Regions from separate parts of the Mus musculus genome. Here region 1 is linked to region 2. Evidence: chromatin contacts called from public HiChIP or PLAC-seq data. All regions are on one chromosome and are shown on one strand. The core of a region is the stretch at or near the end of the contact, and the rest is flanking DNA. Distances in the headings are between cores, read along the strand shown.

Region 1 (4,275 bases), core at 1,285-3,784, 200 kb after region 2:
ATATATTGGATATTAGTCCCCTATCAGATTTAGGATTGGTAAAAATTCTTTTCCAATCTGTTGGTGGCCTTTTTGTCTTATTGACAGTATCTTTTGCCCTACAGAAGCTTTGCAATTTTATGAGGTCCCATTTGTCGATTCTTGATCTTACAGCACAGACCATTGCTGTTCTGTTTAGGAATTTTTTCCCCTGAGCCCATATCTTTAAGGGTTTTCCCCACTTTCTCCTCTATAAATTTCAGTGTCTGTGGTTTTATGTGGAGTTCTTTGATCCACTTAGACTTGAGCTTTGTACAAGGAGATAAGAATGGATTAATTCTCATCCTTCTACATGATAACAACCAGTTGTGCCAGCACCAATTGTTGAAAATGCTGTCTTTTTTCCACTGGATGGTTTTAGCTCCCTTGTCAAAGATCAAGTGACCATAGGTGTGTGGGTTCATTTCTGGGTCTTCAATTCTATTCCATTGATCTACCTACCTGTCTGTCGCTGTACCAGTACCATGCAGGAAACACCAATTACTTTTCTTTGATTTCTCTTAACATCAAAGGACTCAATTACCCAATAAAAAGATATAGACTAACAAACTGGCTACACAAACAGGACCCAACATTTTGCTGCTTACAGGAAACCCACCTCGGGGATAAAGACAGACACTACCTCAGAGTAAAAGGCTGGAAAGCAATTTTCAAGCAAATGGTCTGAAGAAACAAGCTGGAGTAGCCATTCTAATATCAAATAAAATTGACTTCCAACTCAAAGTTATCTAAAAAGACAAGAAGGGGCACTTCATACTCATCAAAGGTAAAAATCTACCAAAAGTTCATCTACAAAATGAACTCTCAATTCTAAATATCTATGCTCCAAACGCAAGGGCAGCCACATTCATTAAAGAAACTTTAGTAAAGCTCAAAGCACACATTGCACCTCACACAATAATAGTGGGAGACTTCAACACCCGACTCACCAACGGACAGATCCTGGAAACAGAAACTAAACAGAGACACATGGGTACTACCAGTTACTTCCTTTATCTTATTGTCCAGATTCATTCGAGAAAGACCCTGGGGCCCCGAGAACAGCTAGAAGCTGAGTGAAGGGTTCCCTCTGCTGTCTGAGCAAGCTCACTACTAGAGGAACCCCCAGCAGAAGTAGGGGCAGTATTCATCTCTAGCTGTTCTGGACTCACACGGGGCTTCTGGCCCATCAAAGGCTGAAGGCCAGCTTCCACTCTCTAGATCTTAGCCCATAATTATCATCTAAGCAGTGTTCTTGTGAGGCTTGTTGCTGCCCTGCACATACTCGTGGATGTGTATAACCAGAAATTTGATCCCAAAGTGTAATAGTCTAAGGAAGTGTGACTGTTGTCCAATCTCATCTTTGGGACTGTAGAACATCAACCAAAAGAAACCAGAGAGATGCAAATCGGACTCTCTTTGCTGTGAATCACTTTCTAATTTATGTTCCCTACAGCTCTGATGGGCTTTTGACTCCTCCCAATCTCTCCAGTATCAGCCCATACCCTCCCTCATTTTATTCTGTGTCTTAATAGTAATAAATGTCATCACCACTACCACCATCATAACTAATGTTGACTATTTCTGTAATGTTTTACTGAGCATGCTACAGCCATGATTTCATTTTTACATTTTTTTACAAGCATCCCATAAGAGATTTAATTTTTACAATCATCCCATGAGAGATAGTTTACAGTTATCTCTGTTATTTACATTAGAAACTATAGGTTTTAAAAGTTTAACTGGAGGGTGGGCAAAGATGGAGCAGAGACTGAAGAAATGGCCAAACAATAACGGCCCAACTTGAGACCTATCCCTTGGGTAAACACTAATCTCTGACACTATTACGGATGCCATGTTGTGCTTGCAGACAGGAGTCTAGCATAACTGTCCTCTGAGATGCTCTACCCGGCAGCTGACTGAAACAGATGCAGATGCCGTATGAAGTATGAAGCAGAGGACTGCTTTGTATTGCCTCAGCAGGAGAGGATGTGCATAATTAATCCTGCAGGGACTTGATATTCCAGGGTGGGAGGGGATATATGGGTGAGGAGTGGGGGAGCATCCTCCTAGAGGAGAAGGGGAGGGGAAATGGGAAGAAGGACTCTGTGAGGGAGGAATGGGATGAGGGTGCAGCAGTTGGAATATAAATAAATAAATAGATGAATAAGAAAGGGTTAACTGGCTTGTTCTCAGCCACACATCTAGTTGCTAGTAGGGTGGAGATCAAAACTCAGTCAGTGTGACTCTAATGCCCAAACGGATTTCCCCCCACTCTACACAAGTTTGGAGACGTGCAGCTCCAGTACACAACTACATGGATATGCTTCCACCTGCATACCTCTGGTTCCTGTCAAGTGGAATGCCCTGCCTCTATCAAGCCAGTTGTCCTTTAAAACACATCCTGGCAGAGACTACTGTTTAGTCTCTCCTACTGATCAGCCAAGAAGATGCATTTGCTGAGTGGAGTCAACTAGACCATCTCTCTTATTTCCTTCTGTAGCTCTGGCTGGACCAGTGCTAAGGGCATCAGTGTAGTGAGAAGGAGTGCTTGCTTTTTCCCCTGGCAGGGAGAATATTGGCCTGACTCTCACAGATTCTAAGTTAGGTGGAAAAGTAGGATTCATGCCCTGGATCAAAGCCAGGATGTCACATCAAAAACAGGCTCTATCTCTCTAGTCCTAAGGTCCCTCTGTATCAGGTGGCTTGTGGTGATATCTGCCAGAGCTGAGCATCTACAGATGGTGGCAGAAGTACAAGCCCAGGCTTGTCTCTCACACATGCAGGCGTTTTTTTCTTCTGTTTTTCCCCTTTGGTCTTCATGTGTACAGTGGGGTGACCTCAGCTGTAATTCTGAGAAACCCAATGATGGAAAAAGTCTACCTTATTTTGAAGCATTTGCATTTCCTGAAGTCAAATGGCAGGCATACTGTAGTTTTTCTTCAAGAATTGATTAGATAGTTTCATGCTTAAGACTAAGCACAGGCTTCTCCTTCTAAGAATGCCATTGCTGGAGTTGGTTCAAGGAGGGGCTGGGTATTGAGAGATTGACACTGTTGAGCTGGAAGAAGACCTTGGAGAAGGGTGCCATCTCTGTTACTTCACTTTTGGAGGTGTCAGCAAAAGAAGAGTGAAGGATGCGTGGTGGGGTTCAAACCCCAAGAGTCTTAGTGGCTTCTGAAGGCTTAAAATGCTCTCAGCTGACAACTAACACCACTCTGATCTCCTTTTCCTCACATGGTTTCCGGGGCAGACATATAAGAAGGACACCCAAGTTATAACCCAAGTCACAGAGATGGGAGCTTGAATATTTGGCCAGTCAGTGCTGTTCAAAAAGTGGGCTGGCCGCTTTGAAAGTCACAGGGATCTTGCTAAGACCTAGACAATATTTTGTGGGGTACCAGTCATGCAACTCAAGTCTCATCAGCTTGTGAACCCATGATAAGATAGTCTATTGTGGATATGAAGACTTGTATAGGTGCCCCAGGCAGTAGGAATCTTGCTGTGGCTCCAGAGATTTGTGGACTGAGCATCTAGACTGTATCTCTGCAATCTGTCTCCTCAGTGCCTGAGTCTGGAGGGGTTTATTCTGAGAGAAGAGGCTTAGTTGATGTTTGGATGTTGGGAGTCTGGAATATTCTCTTTCAGATTTTAGCGTTCCTATTTAGATGGGGAACATTGTTGACTGAGATGTAGAAATGCCTTTCTAGATCATTCTAGAGCAGTGAGGGTTAAAGGGAGGAGAGATGAGTCTGTAGCCATTACACACACCCGGGACTGAAGCCTCAGGAGACAGCTGGAGGACGTTGCTGGGAAAGCAGCTTCAGGGTGCCTTCCTGATCCTGAGTCTGGGAGAGTGCCCGGGTCAAGTCACAGGTCAGGGAAATGGGGCTTTCGAGTCAGATGATTTGTGACCTAGTCAACTTCTTCAGAACGACTCCTATAAGGACCGGGCAGATGGTGCTTCTCAGAGAACATGTGGTTCTAGTGAAGGTGTTGGATCCGTCATTTCCTCTCCCAGAACTTCAGCTCCTTACTGTACCAGTGAAGTAAACCCAGTGACACTCAACAGAGATGCGTAGCTAATATGACACACATTAAGATTACAGATGTCTAGTAACAGACACAGCACATGGCTAGCCGTGACTCTGAGAATGTGAGGTCGCTTTTCTTTTTGTCTCTTTTTCTTGTTTTCTTGGGATAGCTCTGTGATGCCATACAGAGAGGATTAGATAACGAGATGCTCATTAAAATGAA
Region 2 (4,681 bases), core at 258-2,757:
AAGAAGGGAATTTGCTCAAATTTTCCAAATTTGCTCAAAGTTTCCCAGCACACGTGGCAGAAACTTCTATTTCTGTCCCTTCCCAGCTTCTACTTCCATTTCTCCTACAGAAAAAGAACCTCTAGGTTTTAGTTAGAAAACATACAGCTATCTGGAACAAAGAATTGAACTCAGTCTTTTTTTTTTTTTTCCAGCAAAAGCAGCCACGAGACTGAACTCTAGCTAACCACAAATTAGAAACAGTGTCCTGGGTAGATTCTGCAAATAATCTTTTGTTCTTGTTGCCTTCTGGCTGGGATGTGGAGGTGATTCATTGCCTCAGTAATGACATGTAACTGTAAAAGTCCATTGTCTTATGGGCATGCTTGCTTCCCACTGTATCTGTGCTTGAGGTGGTTAGCTGGGCTTGATGGCATGTGTAAGAATTTGGCTCTCTGCTGGATGATGCAAAATTGCTGTGTATATATAGGTCACCAAAGGTGGCCTCCTGTGCCTCATCTGTCCCTTGTTTCTCTATAGGATAGCCCATGCTATAAGATGATATAAGAGGCCACAAGTGGAAAGTGGAAACATACAACGTGGGAAAACTCTGTTAATTACAGTCGAAGTCCATGTGACCGGATACCTTCTGGGCTTGGCGCACTTATGGGAAACTCCCTTTGTTAATGGGTTTTCTCCTTCTCTGACCTTGCGTGGGAAATTCTAAGCCCCCACATGAACTCTTCTCCCTAAGGATGCCATGTAGTCTCACTTAGTTTATAGGATCAATTCCCTTTCTCCTGATAAAACCCATTCAGCAATCGCCTAAGGTACCTGAAATGCTTCCCAAAGCTAATGAGGCATTCTAGGTACCCTCAGCCCCGAGCCAATGACCTTTGCTCACCCTTGATGTCCTTACCCTTATTCCCCCAAAACTTTATAAGCCTTCAATCACATTAAGTAAAGTTGATCTGCCTATTGACTGTGGGTCTCCGTGTAGTTTATGCACCATATGTACTGACAGGGCTTCTGGAACTCCCTGAGTGATGTCTCTACTTCCACTGCTCTTGTGGACTGTATCTACTGACAGTCCACAAAGTGGGGAGACCCACAATACAACTAACTTTTCTCGACTTCTTTATGTCATGTTGCCTAGTATCTTATTGGTCGAAGTCATGTGGCCAGGTTCCAAGACAGACCAGGCTAGGGAGACTTCCCTGTTACATGGCAAAAGCTTGGGTAAATGATGGGATGGGAATGGAGATCCAAATGGGTCCAATTTATTATATGTGGATGAGTGAATGGAGGGATAGACAGAAAGACAGCTGAAAGATAAAATTCTGCTCCTTGTGTCCAATAGAAGGGGTAAAGAGGCAGTTTCTGGTCTCTGGTGTGTCTAGGGCTCCTTATCTGGGCCCATCTTGGATTGGAGGTTGTCTTTGGCACCCAAGAGAGAGCTTAGAGCTGTGCTGTAGCCCCGGGCTGTGGGTTCTGTGGGTTATGACCTGCTTCTTTCCCAAGAGCCTTCACTTCTGAGTCATTGTGAAAACTTTCACACACCTTACCCTGTGACTGGCAAGAATGTACTTTAGAGATGAGAACCCTTCAGAGGCTTTGTGTTCATAGCATGTAAACAGTCATGCTGTTGCCTGCCTAGGCTGCCAAAGACATGTATGAAAGGCATGCCTCTGTTATGTAATATAAACAAATGATTACAGTATCAGCGATATGGGATTCTTCTAGGCAGCTCATAAGTCCTCTAGAACCTGATAGTAAGAGGGAAAGATGAAAAATGAGTTAATATTTTGGGGACTGCATGGATTTTTGAGCCTCCTCCCACTCTCTGCAGTAGTAAGGATTGGATCTAGAGCCTCACTCATGCATTGATCTAGCTTCAACCCTGATAATATATATCTTAAAGAAGATAATGTTTCTTTCTGTTAGTACATGTAAGAACTCAGTGTTCTGCTATATGTATTGAAAATCCTTTAATGTTAGTTGTTTCAAATGCCCCCCACACCCCCAACAGCACTCTAACATCTACAGACATCACAAGATGGCTGCACTGAGAGAAGTCAAACCTTGGAATGATGGCTGCTTGTGGAAATGAAAGGCTAACACTCTTCATGAGAAAATTGATAATGAACCACACTGTTGTGTATCAGTGCAAGAGTGAGTGCTAAGGGCAACCCAGATTTCTTCTAAGACGTACAAACAGTCTGTGTCTGTTTTGGTGATGTTAGCACTCACAGCCCCTTGGGACTTTTTCTTTCTGTGGCAGAAATAGGAGTGAATCTGGCAAGTGTCCAGATTCTTAAACACCAAACACATGCTTTTCTAGTATTCTTTGCTTAAATGCAAGTAGACCTTAATCCAGTTCCTTGTCATTTGCAGGGCTACAGGGAAGGGCACCAAAACATACCCATTTCCAAGGGCTGAACTCTGGAGGCCTGAGGTGGGTCTTTCTGATTCTTTTAGATTATTGTCCAATCCCAGTATGTCAGAGCATGGGTACTGGAAGGGAACATTGATTTGACTCCCTTCCTCTACGATGAGGTTTTTGGGGAGTGTCAAAGCCCAGAAGTCGGAAGAGACCACCCCACAGGGGTCTCAGAGGGCCTCCAGGAGCATAACCCCTCATTCCTGCACACAGAGTGTGATGACCCCCACCACCACACACAGCTCATGTCTCTTTAAGTGGAAGCTTGCCAGTGCCCAGATGCACTAGCTCAGAACTCTTTTTACATCCACTTTCAGAAGAGAGAAAAAAAGACGTTCTATAGTATTTGTCTGGGGGCTGTAGCTCTTACATTTTGTCATATGGCCTAACTTCCATAAGTTTAGTAACTAGATTCCCTGTCTGGGTCTCTTGTTTCCATCCCTTTACCCTGTTCCCACATGGCTTAAGCTGAGATCTATCAATACACCGCCAACATCCCTTGTGTGTGCACGTGGATTGAGAGTGATAAGGGAGTGAACACATCTCCTCTCGACACTGGCACACTGTGAAATAGAAGAGGTCCCTGGGAGCAGGTCAAATCCTTGTCTTTCAGAAGCTCAGATGGGTCTTGGAAGGGTTGGCCTAGAGGTTGCTCTTCTGTTGGTTGAGTGATGGGGATGTCAGGGTGAAGTGATGACTTCTGATGAAGAGACTTTCTGGAGCTGGGAATCTCCTCTTAATCTCTTTTCTCAAACTCTTGCCTGAGGAACGTCTCAGTTCCTGCCCCACTTGCCTTAGTGTTAAGATCCATAGCAACTTTGTATGTGTGTGGTATACATGTATGTGTTCACGTGTATATGCATGTGTGTGAGGGCCAGGGCTCCATATTGGATGTCTTTCTCAGTAGCTTCCCACTTCGATTTTTTAAATTTAATTTTAATTGAAAATAAAGTTATTTTCATACAATATGCTCTTCTAATGGTTTCCCCTTCCATTTTACAGGTCCACCCTACTTACTCACCCTTTCAACTTAAAGCCCTTGTAATCTTAAGAAAAAAAAAAGACATAAAAAAATAAAACAAATAATGGTAAAACAAAAACAATAAAAACAAACAAAACAAAATAAAGAAAGAAACAAAATCCAAGAACGATTTTGTCAAAGGCCTTTTCTCTATCAGTTGAGATGATCGTGTCCCACCTTAATTTTTTGAGACAAGTTTTTTCACTGAGTCTGAAGCTCACCAATTTCCACCAGGTTTCGTGGGTACACTTGTCTCTGTCCCACCCAGCATTGGAGTTCCAGGGCACACCATTGAGCTTGCCTTTACATGGATACTGGGTGTCCAAACGCAGGTCCCCATGCTTACATGATAAGCACTTCTTTCTTGACTGAGCTATCTCCTCTTTACCCCGTTTTGATACTGGTGGGATGGAGATGACAACCTCCACTGTCAGCTGGGAGCTACCCCAGGGCTGAGTTTAGAGTGAGCCTTCAGAGAGTCCCCAAATCTCGTAAGATTGCCTTTAGATTCTCTTTTGAATTTCCTTGCTGTTGTGACATATCTAGTAGGTGTCACTCCAAGGGGTTGGGAGGGGAAAGGTGCAAGTCTCTGGGTCAGGCTTCTAGCCATACACTCTGAATAGAATAGACCCATAATTGTATCTGGACACAACTCTCACCACTGCAAAGCCATCTCTCCCCCATGCCTTATAAGAAATGGTCCAGGCATAAAAGCTGAGAACTTTAGCTCCCAAGAGTTCTAGGGACAGTAACTCTCAGACGCTGCACTGTGTACAACTCTGCAGCTGTGGACTTATGCAATGCTTTTATTTTCCTTTTGTAAGCATATTCATTTATTCTTATTGTTGCTTGTGGACCCCTGACTAGATCCCCTGTATTTTAAACATCTTGAGTTTTCTAGTATGCTGGGTAGTGATTTACCTTGTCAGCAAGCCTTTTTGTTCAGGTTCATAAAAGACTAGAGTATAAATGATACGTTATAGTGCCAGTTCACAATCTATGAATTAAATAAAATATTCCTATACCCCAGGATCTCTGGGCTTCCCCAATTGTCAGACTCCCAATTGTTTTGTAATTTTCTCCTCATTTCCATGTGGTGGTTGGAGGCTGAGCATTGGAAGAAAGAAAGAAACACAACAAAGTCCACAGCTCTTACTACCCCAGTGCCTCTTCTGAACATTCTGTAGAGAGAGACTAGGGGTGCTCCCAAACTGAGAATGTGGCAGAGCGGGGGGGTCGAG

Evidence for each region. HiChIP or PLAC-seq counts read pairs in DNA pulled down with a chosen protein or histone mark.
Region 1: a contact with region 2 is called in a BATF HiChIP or PLAC-seq map of CD8 T cells, with 26 read pairs. The contact joins two enhancer-like sites. A contact is called at or near these places in 2 of 484 Hi-C or Micro-C datasets (bone marrow-derived macrophages and stem cell-derived neural stem cells) and 3 of 115 datasets of contacts at active chromatin or transcription factors (CD8 T cells and large pre-B cells).

The regions. Positions count from the first base shown.
Region 1 is chr4:63,839,562-63,843,836 of GRCm38.p6, forward strand. All of the region lies in intron 2 of Tnfsf8 (tumor necrosis factor (ligand) superfamily, member 8), which reads right to left. Among named protein-coding and RNA genes, the nearest start is that of Tnfsf8, 20 kb to the right of the region's middle. Within about 2 kb of position 2,535, at least 23 of the 459 cell types and tissues checked have an H3K27ac peak or open chromatin away from gene starts, as enhancers often do. A contact at or near this core is called in CD8 T cells, where this site is marked.
Region 2 is chr4:63,638,519-63,643,199 of GRCm38.p6, forward strand. It overlaps Gm11482 (predicted gene 11482), which reads left to right. Exons shown (of 4, transcript NR_151544.1): 4 at 520-960. Among named protein-coding and RNA genes, the nearest start is that of Gm11482, 6.4 kb to the left of the region's middle. Within about 2 kb of position 1,508, at least 16 of the 459 cell types and tissues checked have an H3K27ac peak or open chromatin away from gene starts, as enhancers often do. A contact at or near this core is called in CD8 T cells, where this site is marked.